Regions from separate parts of the Mus musculus genome. Here region 2 is linked to region 1. A link is a contact called in public Hi-C data. All regions are on one chromosome and are shown on one strand. The core of a region is the stretch at or near the end of the contact, and the rest is flanking DNA. Distances in the headings are between cores, read along the strand shown.

Region 1 (2,700 bases), core at 6-2,505:
AGCTCCCTGAGTCCTGCTAGAGCAGGTGATCACGTCCCAGGGGTCCTCCTGTCTTTGGGGTTCCAGGCCCATGGTACCACACCCATCTTTCACATCAGTGCTTGGGATGGGAACACAGGTCCCCTGCTCTTGTAGGCAGTGCTTTTCTGAATGAGCTCTTTCCAGTCACAAGAGACGAAACTTTCTGACGAGAAAGTACACATATAAACTGGGCTGATGTTCATCGCAGCAGGACTAAGTGTTAAACGTTACCTCAAATACTTTTAGAGAACGGATTCATCAGAAACTGAAATTTTCAGTTGACCTCATCACTAGACCTGAGGTATGAAGAGGTAGGTCAATCTGGCCTTGGCCGCACAGCTTGTATTGGAAGAGAAATGGAATGTGATGGGCCGTCACACACAGAGACATAATACCCTGAAGTCTGTGTGCGTAGGCGTGATTCCTTAAAAATAACGACGTTGTATAGACTTGAATTAGTTTCATTATGTATTATACACACACCTTATCCACCCTACGTGTCTTTTAAACCTTATTCAACGTCCACCCCTCGGAGCTTGAAGGTCCTAGTAACCAGCCTCACTCTGAAACATGAGTGCTGAGATCTCGCATTTGGAGAACAAGTGTTGCGTGCTGAGCCTTTAGAGTGTCTTACCTTAAACAGTTGTTTTATTCACAAGGAGAGTGACCAGAGCGCAGATAGTAAGACAGAGCCTCTGTTTCCTCAGCCAATCAGGATGTCCATGTATTTGGAGAGCACAGGAGCCACAGTGGGGACAGTTGTTTTCTGCTGCATTTGTTGGTCTCTACCCAGTGTCCGTTCCCCAGTCTCACACCACCGTGCTTTTCTTCCCTAACGGAGCAGGATCCTTCAAGTGAAGGCTGGGTCCCCTTGCCCAGTGGGATGCATGAGCACTGTGCTGAGTTACCACCACTCGGATGGAAGGCTGGGCATTCAGTGTGCTCTCCGGCGCATACTCCTTACTGGGATCCTTGCCCCGGCAGTCATACAGCACACAGGAGACGAGGAACACCAAGAGCAAGATGACGTAGCTTGCGACCAGGATGATGAGGTTCAAGGTGACAGGGTCGATCTCCAGGTAGAACTCCATCCCCTCTCCCACAGTGGGGAAGCGTGTCTAGAGAAAGGCATTTGGGGTCAGTTTGGACATCGCAGGGAGTAAACACAAGGGCTACATTGACTCTGGAATAAAAATACAGTAATCTCCACTGCTCCGGGAAACCTCGGGGATTAGAGCTGCTCAGTTTAATAACTTAAGCTCTTTCGGTTAATACCTTAGCCACTGACACTGGAGAGAGGAGTGTGGGAGGGAGATGGAGAGGGAATGAGGAGAGAGAGAGAGAGAGAGAGAGAGAGAGAGAGAGAGAGAGAGAGAGAGAGAGAGAAAGAGAGAGAGAGAGAGAGAGAGATAGATTTGAGCAAAAGTGTTGCTAATGAGGGCATAGCCACTAACCTGGATTGTCAGAAAGCCATGACATGTGTCCCATTGCTGGCCTTTACCTCATGAAAGCTTAATGTGAGTTATGGAGTGATATGGGGTGCCACGCCTTGGGGATTTGCATCAGCATTGTTTTCTTGTTTGTTTTATTTTTGTTTTTGTTTTTGCTTTTGTTTTTGTTTTTCAATCAGGAGTTAAGTAACAGTGCCCAGTAGGTAGATTTGCTGTGGTGGTTTGAATAAGAATGGTCCCCACAGAGGCCTGTGTTTGAATAATTGGTCTTCTTTTGGTAGAACTGCTTGGGAAGGACTGGAGGTGTGTGGCCTTGTATGAAGAGGTGAATCACTGGGAGTGGGTTTTAAAGTTTCAAAAGAGTCAAGACATTCCAAGTGTGCCTCTGTCCACCTTATTTATTTATTTATTTATTTATTTATTTATTTATTTATTTATTTATCCACCTCTTGCTTGTGGCTCAGGATGTGACTTTTAAGTGTCCCAGATGCCATAGCAATTCCTGATGCTGGTGCATCGCCATCACGGATTCTGATCCCTGGAAAACGTTAGCTCAATTAAATATTGTGTTTTATAATCTGCCTTGGTCATAGCGTTTGTCAGAGCAATGGGAAGATAATTTAGATATCACCATCCTTCATATTTTTTTTCTTTTCACTTGTCAGTCTAAATATCCTTCTGAAACAGCTCCTAGGTTTCCTGATCTTCATGAATGGAATTGTTTCATAGTTCTGGAGAGAGAACAGATATTAAACAGTTCATTGCACAAAGCATCATTTAAGGGTAATGGGGTGGGCTGGAGTCATGGCTCCACAGTTAGGGCACTTGTTGCTCTTGAAGAAGAACTGAGTTCAGTTCCCAACACCCATGCTGAGTGACTCACAACTGCCTGTAATTGAAGCTCAGGGAGATGTAGTGCCTCTGGCTTTGAGGGCACGTGTACTTGTGTGTACGTTTTCACACACAGGCATACACATGTATATATAATTAAAAATAAGGCTTAAAATGTAAAAGATAGAGGTTAGGAATACATTTATATATGGACTAGAATAAGTTATTCCTTTATTTATAAATTTTCCTACCTCACTTGAAGTCCTGTCCCATAATTACCCGGCTTCTCTTCCTTATGACTGACACAGATGCTCAAGCCTCTTCCTAGAAAGCTCCGTTGTTGTCATTTTGAAATTATTTGTATTGGGTCCCTGTCACAGCAAATCTTCATTATTAA
Region 2 (2,700 bases), core at 179-2,678, 89 kb before region 1:
TCAGAAAGCTCATGGCAGATGGGCAACCCAATAATACTATCATAATCCGGACAGGATCCTCCCCGACTGTGGAGAGAGACCCTGGAGAAAAACTGGGGCAAAGGCATGTAGCGAAGTTATGTCTTCTGAAAAAGTGGATGGTATCAAAACACTACTGTCTTACTCCTGGTGGCCCACACCAGTCATGGATGTCAGCCCAAAGCAGCACTGAGTTCAGGGTTAGAGATTGGCAGAAAAGGTTGGAAAAAACTGCAGTGTTTCTAAAAAATTGGCAAGTTCTCCACACTTAATAAAACTGCCAGAAGAGGTATAATGTTTGTTCGTGGAATGTTGACCGTTTGCTGCAAAAACCTCGCATGGATGAGGAGCCAGTGGGGGTGTGCGTCAATGGAATCGTTTCTTTAAAAATTTACAAAAGAACTAAAGCCTCCTTTTTAAAAAATAACCATGTTATGTCAAGATGAAACATGGTAAAAAGTAGTGTTCAGTTTCCATGATTCTTTTACACAGTGAACGGGAAACGTGATAGAAACAACTTTGGGTTTTCTTAAAAAGGAAGTTGTATTACTATTGCACTGACTTTGACAACCTGACCTACTTAATTTAGAAAAAAATCATCGTAGTTAAAATCTGTAAAAGAAAAATACAAAAATTTCTGGTTTGTAAACATCAGTTGGCCAAGTCTCTCCCGAGTCCTTCATGATAGTGGAATGGAATGAAGAATTGATTCACTACCTCATCTGTTGCCTGTGAAGAGGAAAACTCCGAGACACAGCTTTTATACTTTCACAGTAATTATATTAAAAAAAAATTAAAACGAAGTCAGTGCAAGTTTGCTCACTCTTCTTCTGTGTGCGACATTCAGTTCTCCCCCCGCCCCTCCCCCCACCCAAGTGCCTCCATCGTGATAATACTGATTTGAAAACCTAGCACAGACTGGTCATAAATGCCGAATAAAGTCTGTGGGACTTCGGTACAGGTATTTCCAAATGGCATAGTAGTGTACGGCAGCTGCCGTGGCCACAAACAGGTGCCAGATGGCATGGGCGAACGGAATGATGCCATCGCTCTTGAAGAACACAACTCCCAAGCAGTAAATCAATCCCCCACAGGCGAGCTCCTGAAGTCCGTCAGTGTTATTCTGTCAACAGAGATGGGAGGGTGGGGGAAGAAGATCTGATGTTACTCTGATGTGAGTTACTGCCCTTGCCCCTCCCTCCCCCCCAAGAAATCTCCTGGTTTTCTGAACAGTTAAAATCGCAGTGAACAACATCCTTATCTGTAAACAGAAAGCAACTGTAAATGCCTCACCAGCTTGACCCTCTCGATCTACAGACATGGATCCGATCATTGCACACATTATAGGCTCCACAAGACAGTGCTAATTCTGCTCATTTAACTGTGCCTAAGCAGATTGTAATCATGGTTAGCCGTGACGTGCCTGCCAAGGCTGAGTGACCTTCATGTACCAGATTACCCCTTGGAAGCCTCCTTCTCCATCTGACAGGCCCAAGAAACTGGTTTATAATTTATATCTTAGCCAGGCTTGCTGCACGCCTTCACCTCCCTCTCACCACATGTACCGATTGGGTTTTTCTCCCTCTGATCTTTGCAGCATGTACGAATTAAGGGAGTCTTTACTACTGACAAGGGACACATCACACTGTCTTAGGGATATCCTAATTTGCCCCATGCTTCTGGGTGTTAAATCTAAGTCCTATATGTTTTAAGTCAAAAGCAAGATTTTTTTTTTTGTTAAGGCTGTCTCGAGAGATCCAAAGACCCAGACCCATGTACAGAGTAAACTATAAAGAGACTGGTGCTGCAGGGGAAGGGGCGGTGCCCGAGGGAGAAGCAGAGGCCAAACCAAGAGGGTAGCCAGCCCTTAGAAGGGAACAAGAATGCAGACAGCTGGGTGCGAATGCCAGCAGCCTTGGAGCTAGTCCATGTGGCCCAATGGTCCCAGTGGCCAAGTCAGGCAAAAGCAAGAGGAAATTCCTGCTCAGCCATCTGTAGGAAGGAGCCCACGGGCCTCGCCAGAAGCAGTAAGAAGATGGAGCTGAAGGCCGCTGGGAGGACACAGGGTCCAGTGTGATGATCAACCCTATTTCCAACATTCCCATTAACTTCAGGGTTTTATAGGGTTAAAAGATTAGGAAGGAGGCAACTCAAAATAACCTATACCAAATTTTCTTTTCTTGGTAAGAAGAGACTTGATCAACTAGACATTGATTACAATGTTAAAAAAAAAATCTAAGACCAGAAACTTCAAGCCAATTAGTCATACAGTTGTACTGCTGCATACAGGTTACAGGGCTACCAACACCGATCATTCAACATTTCTTGGATGTGCATTAGGGATGCTTGTCCCCTCCTTACTCTCTTGCTCTTTTCCTTTCTTCCTCTCTTTCCTCTCTGTCCCTTCTCTCCCCACTCCCCTCCCCCCTCTCTTCACATTCTCCCTCCCTTCTCCTTCTCCTCCTCCTTCCTCCCTCTCTCCCCATCTTTCTCCCTCCCTTCCTCCCCCCTCCTGCTTTTCTGTCTCTACTACCCCCTCAAGTCTCCTCCCCATGCCCTAAATAACCTCTATTTCATACTGTATCTCTGTGAGGATGGTGCCTCAGGGGAAGGGATACCTCAGCATGGGCCCGCAGAGGCACCCTGATCCCCCAGATCATATGGAGCCTCTACCAAACATAT

Evidence for each region. Hi-C and Micro-C count contacts between places; a contact is called where the count stands out from the background.
Region 2: a Hi-C map of rod photoreceptor shows a contact between it and region 1, with 3 times the contacts expected there. The contact joins two enhancer-like sites. A contact is called at or near these places in 9 of 39 promoter capture datasets (the C10 cell line, the HPC-7 cell line, HPC-7-derived erythroid cells and 5 more), 31 of 484 Hi-C or Micro-C datasets (3T3-L1-derived adipocytes, the AML12 cell line, B cells and 23 more), 7 of 115 datasets of contacts at active chromatin or transcription factors (bone marrow-derived dendritic cells, cardiomyocytes, effector CD8 T cells and 3 more) and 2 of 9 other capture datasets (adipose tissue and liver).

The regions. Positions count from the first base shown.
Region 1 is chr11:90,186,191-90,188,890 of GRCm38.p6, reverse strand. No RefSeq gene overlaps it. Among named protein-coding and RNA genes, the nearest start is that of Gm42089, 38 kb to the left of the region's middle. Within about 2 kb of position 1,255, at least 2 of the 459 cell types and tissues checked have an H3K27ac peak or open chromatin away from gene starts, as enhancers often do. A contact at or near this core is called in rod photoreceptor, where this site is marked.
Region 2 is chr11:90,275,104-90,277,803 of GRCm38.p6, reverse strand. It overlaps Mmd (monocyte to macrophage differentiation-associated), which reads right to left. Exons shown (of 7, transcript NM_026178.2): 7 at 1-1,141. The coding sequence ends at 941. Among named protein-coding and RNA genes, the nearest start is that of Mmd, 27 kb to the right of the region's middle. Within about 2 kb of position 1,428, at least 12 of the 459 cell types and tissues checked have an H3K27ac peak or open chromatin away from gene starts, as enhancers often do. A contact at or near this core is called in rod photoreceptor, where this site is marked.